Linked DNA regions of Sus scrofa: region 2 is linked to region 1. Evidence: chromatin contacts called from public HiChIP or PLAC-seq data. All regions are on one chromosome and are shown on one strand. Each heading gives the region's core, a stretch centred on a gene start, on an enhancer-like site or on the middle of the called end of the contact. The rest is flanking DNA. Distances are from core to core; before and after follow the strand shown.

Region 1 (4,243 bases), core at 707-3,206:
GTATTCAGTGAGAAAAGAACCATGTGCATTATAAAATCCAGTTTATCATATATCATATTTATATGTCTTGGTGTTTTTTATTTTTAAGAGATATCTGAAAGAGTATAACATGAACTTTTTAAAAAAATGGTTACCTCTGGATTGTGGGATTTGGAAAGTTTTTTTTTTTTTTGTATTTGCTTAAATAAGTATGCATTGTTCTCATGGAAATAATGGCCATTTTCAAAAATATCCAAAAGGGTAGAAGGAGCTGATTTGACCTGGTATTATTTGTATCAACATAGCTTCTTGCCAGTAATTTTCTTTTTCCACTGCACCTGTAGCAAAGGGATGTTCCCAGCCCAGGGACTGAATCCAAGACACAAGTTTCAACTCATGCCATAGCTGTGGCTAAACACAGTGGATCCTTAATGCACTGCACCACAGTGGGGACTTCTACCAGTAATTTTCTTAGATGTGCTATAGCTGAACTTATCCTTGGAAGAGTTTCTTATTTTTGCTTATCTGCAAATATTTTCTGTATTCATTATAAATTTCACTAAAATTGAAATAAGACCCTTGGGGCATTTTGTCTTGTTTTGCTTTCCATTTGGAACACTCTGACCTCTGAAGGGTCTCTTTTCCTGCTACATAGTGGCTGTAGAAGGGAATATGGGAGGCTGGGCGATAATTACAAGTTGAGGAAGAGAAAAGAGGGTGGAGGTAAGGATATAAGAGAGAAGTCTGGAGGCATGAGCCAGAGAAACAGCACTAACCTGGACGTCAGATACTTGCACTTCTCTTCTAGATCAGGCTTTTCAGTTTATTTTTCTGACCTCAGCTTTCTCATCTGAAAAATGAGAGGTATGGGTAAGAATCACTAGATGTTTTAAAATTCTTTTGGAAGATTCTTTGGGATCTTATAGTGGCACATCCCGGTAAACTGCACTAAAGCTGAATCTGAACAAATTAAAGGAGGGGAAAACAACCATACCTTACTAAATGTTGTTATTATTTCTCCCAAGCACATTAAGTAACTTGCCAAGTTTACCGAGCTAATAGGTGGAGGGTTCAAGATTGAGGCCACAGCCCCTAGGCAGTAAAGAACTACTGAGAAGGGCATTAAAGGAAGCAAGTTTGCTTTCTCACCCTCAAGCCAGGCCTTGTAGATGATGATTAACACCAATTAAACCCAGACATTACCCCCACCTGCTGATTGCTGTGGGGCAGCCTCAATCGCTCCAGGGCTCCTCCCTCTAAACCCAAAACAGTTTTCCGATACAAAATCCCTTTACAAACTAAAAAGTGACGGGGGGTGGGGAGCGGGGGTTGCTGGTAAAGCTCCCAAGAATTCCAGCCACTGCCTGATAGCACTGAAGTAATGACGGAACTAAAGACCACGTGTGTATGTATGCAGGCTTCGTAGTATCACTAAGTTGGTTTTCAGCCCTTCCTAGTTCACATACCTGGTTATCCAACACCCGTTTGTATACCTCATCTTGTTGTACTTCCTTTTAATAAGGCCAGAGATACAGACTAAGGACAGTCGGGAGAAGGGATAAAAGCAGTAAAAAGAAAGGGTTAAGAGCAGGCTAGAGGCCCTAAGACTCCTGCAGGGTAAGAGCCTGCCCCTCAGACAAAGGTCCCTCAGGTATCCGCAGCCTCAGTTCCTGCTGCTTTAATTCTTTCAAAGGTCCGGAAGCCACTGCAAGACCCTATAGCAGAACGAGGAAGGCTGAGGCCACCCGTAAGGAGCGGATAGAGGGCTGCGACTATTGCTCGCAGAAAACCCGACTTCCCAGACCCCTTCGCACAGGGCGGGGCGTGCGCTCGGTGGCCTATCCCCACGCCAGCACGTCGCCGTAGCCCCGCCTCTCCCTGCCCCCTCGCTCCGCCCTTCCCTGGGGCTGGTGCGGCAGCGGCGACGTCAGAGCTCGGAGACCCCTGGGTGGCGGCTGCGCCGTCGGCGGGCCGCGGCCTGGACGCGCTGCGGGGAGGGGCGGAGCGAGCGGGCGGGAGCGAGCGCTGGGCCCGCCTCGGCCGCCGCCGCTGCCGCCGCCGCCGCCGGGGAATAATCTGGGCGGCAGCGGGCGGCCCCAGCTAGCAGCCACGAGCCACTTCTGCGGCTGCCGAGAAGAGCGAAGGTCGCCGGTCTCGTGGCGTCCCCCTCTCTGCCCCCCAGGAGGGGCGAGAGGGAGAGGAGGCTGATGTCAGGTACGGCTGGCGGAGGCGCCCTTAGGCTGCGGGTCCAAGGTCTCTGTTCCCCTCGCCCTCCCCCTCTCGGAGTGTGCGTGTGGGGGGAGCGTGGAGGGTGAACCCAGCCCCCAGCGCCACCAAACAGGTGTCTCGGAGTCGCCGCCGGGGCTGGGCAAGTGCGGGCTCCGGAGGGAGGCACGGGGCACTTCCTGCTCCCCGCGCCTCTGCGAACTGCCATTGGGGCCGCCTGCCCTCCGGGCCGCTATTTTGTTGACAAGTAGCCTCCTCTGGGTCGTGGATTCTTCCTTTTTGCCCTCTCGCTCGCCTCGTTTCCTCGCGCGCTGCCTGCCGTCGGGTGGCGACGGTGAGGCGCCGACTGCGCTGGAGGATCGCGCGGCTGGACCATTTAGCGGTCCTGCCCCGCGGGTCCCGCCCCGCCCCCGCGGACCGGCGGGCACTCAGGTGTGGGCACCTTCCGTGAAAGCCGCCGGGCAGCCTCACCGCCCCAGCGCCCAGCGAGCCGGCGCCTTCCGCAGGTGCCGGGGGACTTCCTCGGGGCTCTCTTGGATCATCAGGTTTGTCTGTGGCTGACTGGGTCTTTTAAATTTCCCTGCCTCTGGCGGAATGAACCAGGCAGGTGTGTGTTTAGGTACTTGATGCGTGGAGGACGGACGAGCAAAGGAGTTTTTTCCTTCCACTCTCCATTCTCCTACAAGGTGTGCTGAGATTAGTAGGTGCTGACAAAAGGACCTTATAACTCTAAATTAAAATAAATTGTATATTCAAAAAAGAGCGAAATTTAGGAGTGGTTATTCTTCCCCAGCTCTTACCTTCTCCCTTTATTTTTTTAAATGACAAAACAGCTTACGCTTTGGAGAAGTTGACTAGGTTTATAATCTAGTTCTCTTAATTCTTTGTGGTTATTTTTAAAGCCTTTCGGAGTGAAACCTAGAATCCTAACCGTGAATTGATTTCATCGTGCTTTTAAAAGTTAGTTATAAAGTTAGAACTTTAGTGCATCAGAGTGAGTAATTAGGCCGTTGTGACAGAAATATCTTCATTTACTAAAAGTTGGGCGTTTAACATAGATAGCTCTACCTCTGTGCCAGGAAAAAGTGTTGTGCAGGATTTCAAGTTACTTAATCCTGATATTACTTTAGACAGTGGGAATCTGAGTTTTTAGGACGTCTAACTTTTTGCAACTTTCCACAATGTTATCAGATAATTATCAAATGAGCCTTATGCACATGATGCTGTGTGTTCGAAGTATTATGTATAGTAATTATTTTGTTTTCTATCAGCCTTAGTGTGTATTGATGCACAGTTTAATTGAATGTAAAGTTTCAAGTTACCAAACAGTTAACTCTTTTTGTCATATGTTAAGTAAAACAGTGATTTAGTGAGGAAAGTATGACTCATTTAAAATTCTTCACAGGAAAATAATATGGTTTTTTTGTACTAGTGGAGAACTGTTAAATGTCTGTTAAGTTTGCCTGGAATTTGTGTTTTTCTGTATCTTTTTACTTAGGATTCAGCATTTTAAAAATGTTTTGTGATTACTACCCATTTAAATATAGGTATTTTTAAGTATTTTGGGGGGGATATAGATTATACTAGTCTCCAATTTTGAGTAAATTCAGTATCCCAAAATTATTAGAATTTTATCATAAACTTATTTAGGACTACATCAGTTAATGATCACTTAATGATGGAAATAGAAATGCGTGGCATTTAGATGTATACTGTTTGATTTGTGCCAAGATAAAAATTGCATTATAGTACTTATACACTTTATAAACTGTGGTAATTTAAAGTAGAGTCTTTGTGAGGAGAAATCATTGAGTGGAATCTTGTAACAGAGCACCTGTAAACATTAAATGGAAAATGGACAAGTTGATGCTGAAATTCAATTCAGATTCACTTAAAACATTAAGCTTCCCAGTACACCTATGTTACTTTTAGAAGATCTGTTGAGATTCTAGTAAAGAGACTAGTGTACAACCTATAACAAGGTAAAAAGAATATGACAAAATTCTTTTACCCAAACTAAAGTGGATTAAGGTCATTC
Region 2 (4,243 bases), core at 759-3,258, 340 kb after region 1:
GGAGTTCTTGCTGTGGCACAGTGGGTTAAGAATCCAACTGCAGTGGCTTGGGTCCCTGCAGAGGTGCAGGATCCATCCCCAGCCCAGTGCAGTGAATTAAAGGATCTGGTGTTGCTGAAGGTGCAACATAGGTCTCAGCTGTGCCGCAGATTCAATCCCTGGCCTGGGAACTTCCACATGTTGCTGGGCGTAGCCATTAAAAAAAAAGGGAAGAATGAGAATGAATGAAGATGTAGGAGGAAGGAAAGAGGAAAAAGTAGGAGGCTGTGGGAATTCTTAAGTATAACTTCCTTTCTGAAGTAGGAAGGCAAGTCACCTCCTGAGAGAGAAGGGAGTTTTCCTCAGCTTTGTGTCATAAGAGTGGGTAAGGAAGGGACTTGTATTGAGCCGAGGTTGAGGATTTGAGGCCAGGGCCAAAAGCACTGAGAAGATTGCCAAGGCAGTGTTTGAAGTGATGAATCATGTGGTATCTCAACTTAGGACTCAGCCTCCACTTTACCAATGGCAGGAGGGACAAGGACCCTTAGACCTCCACAGACAATATGCTCCCCAAACTCATCCTCTTACCCAAACCATCTGCCTTGAAGATCATCAGGATTAAGCTCACATGCTATTAATCACCATAAGCCCCAAACCACCCACTTTTTTGGGGGTGGGGCCACACCCACAGCATATGGAAGTTCCCAGGCTAGGGGTCGAATCGGAGATGTAGCTGCTGGCTTACACCACAGCCACAGCAACACAGATCAGAGCCGTGTCTGTGACCTACACCACAGCTCACCAGATCCTTAACCTACTTAGGCCAAGGATCGAACCCGCATCCTCATGGATACTAGTCAGGTTCGTTACCACTGAACCACAACAGGAACCCTGCAAACCACCCACTTTTAACCATGAACAGACAAGCAAAGATTGCCAGACACCTGAAGAAATTCTGTGTCAGATCTGTAACATCTGTGCCAGCACCATTCCTTCAATTATGGCAGCAGAAACCTAGAATCCTCTTTCTCCCTCACTCAGTCATCAAGCTCTGTTCATCCCAACTTCTAAATATTCCCCAGGCCACACACCTCTTTTCCTCCCTAATCTCCATACCACTGGTAGTCTGGGTTATTGTCACCTGTCATTTGGATATTTACCTTTCCCCTCCCTGCTTTCTCTCAGAAAAACTGATCACTTCACTCCTCTGGTTAAAAACCTTCAATGAGTCCACCAATGCCTTTAGGAAAAAGTCCATCCAAACTCACTAACCTGGTTTCTAAATGCCTTTCTAAAACATCATCCTAATCCGTCCCCACTTCCTCGGCTCACTGGTCCATACTCCACTGTTCCTCCACTGCTATCTGCCCTTCCTCCTGACCCTGCACTGTCTCTTCCTCTACTCTAGAAGTCTCTCTTCCAACCCTCTCTGCCTTGTTCCCTTTCCCAGCTAATCTCATCGTCGTTATTGTCTCGGCCTAGCTATCCTCAAGGAAGCATTCCTGATATACACACCTCAAATACTAAGGGGACACCGATTTAGCCCTAAGTAGGCATCACTCCAATTGTCTGTTTCACTCTGGAACATATCTTTTTTGGTCACTCCGATGCCCCAATATTCCAGCACGTTGCCAAGTACATAATAAGCATTCAGGACGCGTTTGTGAAATGGGTAAATGAGTGAATCAATCGTGAACCAAATACCCAGGACTTTCTACTGCATCAATTGCCCGCAATAAATTTTTAATGTAAATTAAAACTGATTAAATGAGCTAAAGTGTCTGAGGCTCTTGAAATCGATAAGGCGGCTGGCGGAGGTAGTCCAGGTCCCCGTCGGTAGGCCAGCGGGTTCCAGGGGCGGGGCCCGTGGGGCGGGGCCCGTGGGGCGGACCCAAGAACTCAGGTGTAAGGCGGAGCCTCTGGGGCAGTAGCCCCGCCCCGGGGCGGGGCGACTCCCGGCGAGGAGTAGGCGGGAGCCTGGGCGGGGCTCTCGGTGGGGAACTCCCCTTCCGAGGCCCAGGGGCGTCCGAGAGTCCGCGCGAGGCGCGGTGGTCGGGTCGTGCAGAGCGGCAGGGTGGCCCAGGTTACCGGCCGCGGCCGCCATCTTGCCGGCGTCTGGTCTCCCGCGGCGGGAGGGGCGGTGACCAGGCCGGAAGCGGCAGTACGGCTGCCGCGCTGCCTCCCAGGTCGGTGAGTGCGGCCCGGGCCGCGTCTCAGCTCTCGGGGTCGCGAGGCCCGAGTCAGGGGCTCGGGTGGGGCGGCCGCGAGGCGTCTAGCAAAGCCCAGTTGAAAGCTCAGGCGGGGGTAGACCCGGGGGCTTCCTGGGAACCGAGGCGTGGGTAGTCACGTTCCGCGCTGCGGTATAACCGCGCCGGGCGGCTGCGGGCCGGGCCTTGTAGCAGCAAACGGCCCGGAGGCGCGCGGGAACCTTCTCCGGGGGTGCTGGGTCCGCGCCGCAGCCTCGGCTGTGGCGGATTTGTGCGGGGCCGCGTCCTCGCACTAGACGAGAGGCTCAGCCAGGTGTCTGGAGCGTGGGAGTCACCCTCCGATTTCTGACTTCTCCGGCAGAGTCTCCCCTTTCTCTAGTTGTACTGTATTAAATACTTCTTAAAGGGCCTGGTCACCTGGTTAGCCCTGTCCTCTGCACGGACGAGTCAGGCAAATTCCATAAGAGGATAAAACCTCTCACATGTGCCCCGAGCATTCCTCAGTTACTTAGCAAAGGACTGCGTTTGCAGGCCTTTTGTACAACTGTATTTTAAGGGAAAATATGAAGGTATACGGAGGATCTCCTTGAAGATGGTGATGGGAGACATTTCTTGAAACTGCTGTTGTTATTTGTCATAATAAGGAAAGTTGAAGACATCAGCATTTTGTGAAAGGGTGTTTGGCTACCTTGTACATTTAGTGTTACAGAGATCTTCACTGTGCAGTAGCCAGCCAGAAAGAGTTGAGCTTGGATTTCTAAGACCTGGTAAACCCCCCAAAAAGTAATTTTCTCATTAATAATTTTTAGATTTGATTGTATGTTGAAAGGGTGATGTTTCTGATATTTTGGGTTAAATATATTGTTTAATCTATTTCTTTTTTTTTTTTTTTTCAATGTGGCTACTGGAATATTTTAAATTATATGGCTCACACTATGTTTCTATTGGGACAGTGCTATTAGAGATGTCCTGGTGAGGAATACAGAATCAGCATGGCTTTCTTTTGCTCAGAAACACTTGTTAAACTTGAAGGTGAGGATCTAAATATAAGCTGTAATGACTGCAAATTGCTTGCCATTAACCCCCAATTTTTCAGTGTCTCCAGCATTTGAAAACATTTATTTCCAAGACTGTTGAAGGGAATCCTAGTGATACTGACATATTTTTGATGGAAAGAACTCATTAGATTGTTAGAACTCTGAGTTGGAGGTAACGGTAGGTTCTATCTCCATCTTAGAGAGTCTTGGAGTATTAAGGGACTTGTTAGGGTCTAGCTAGTAAGTGGCATGAGATCTTTTCTGACTCCAGGTTCACTTGTCTTTGCTCTCCATCTTATTCCTAGTCGTTCATGTTTACGAGCCAGGATCCATCAATTGACTCAGCACAGGTTTGAATGGCCCTGGTCTATTTATACACAGATTGTTTCTGATATAATTACTATAGTACTGCAAAATCCACAGTGGTTGAATCCGGGGATGTGGAACCACAGATCGGAGAAACCACATATACAGAGGGCCAGCTATAAGTTATATGTGCTGGATCATCTTACCCTAACCCCCGACTGGCTCAAGGATCAGTTGTACATTTCTCAAGGTGGTGCTTATAGATGTACCTCTCTATTCAACTTCATGGTGTGCAAACTGTGCAGTCACACAAGGCCCATCTTTAGAAGGCCTGGCACTTGGTTTAATGCTCTGCTGTCATGGTCTTGAAATTCTTTTTTTTTTTTTTGTCTTTTTGCCATTTCTTGGGCCGCTCCTGTGGCGTATGGAGGATCCCAGGCTAGGGGTCGAATCAGAGCAGCCGCTGGCCTGCGTCAGAGCCACAGCAACTCTACCTACACCACAGCTCACAGCAACGCTGGATCTTTAACCCACTGAGCAAGGCCAGGGATCGAACCCGCAACCTCGTGGTTCCTAGTCGGATTCGTTAACCACTGCACCACGACGGGAACTCCGGTCTTGAAATTCTTAATAAGTTATAAATAAGGGAGCCCTGCAAATGATGTAGCTGATCCTTTGTGCCGTAATCTGTGATGGGAGTGGGGAGGTGTTGGA

What was found. HiChIP or PLAC-seq counts read pairs in DNA pulled down with a chosen protein or histone mark.
Region 2: a contact with region 1 is called in an H3K27ac HiChIP or PLAC-seq map of alveolar macrophages. The contact joins the promoter of MIOS here to the promoter of C1GALT1 in region 1. A contact is called at or near these places in 1 of 5 promoter capture datasets (liver), 3 of 47 Hi-C or Micro-C datasets (embryonic fibroblasts, heart right ventricle and liver) and 1 of 2 datasets of contacts at active chromatin or transcription factors (alveolar macrophages).

Annotation. Positions count from the first base shown.
Region 1 is chr9:77,507,386-77,511,628 of Sscrofa11.1, forward strand. C1GALT1 (glycoprotein-N-acetylgalactosamine 3-beta-galactosyltransferase 1) reads left to right here and starts at 1,957. Exons shown (of 5, transcript XM_021063389.1): 1 at 1,957-2,193. LOC102161092 (a long non-coding RNA gene) reads right to left here and starts at 1,859. Exons shown (of 6, transcript XR_002335827.1): 1 at 1,446-1,859; 2 at 756-829.
Region 2 is chr9:77,849,813-77,854,055 of Sscrofa11.1, forward strand. It overlaps MIOS (meiosis regulator for oocyte development), which reads left to right and starts at 2,009. Exons shown (of 12, transcript NM_001195353.1): 1 at 2,009-2,165; 2 at 3,140-3,218.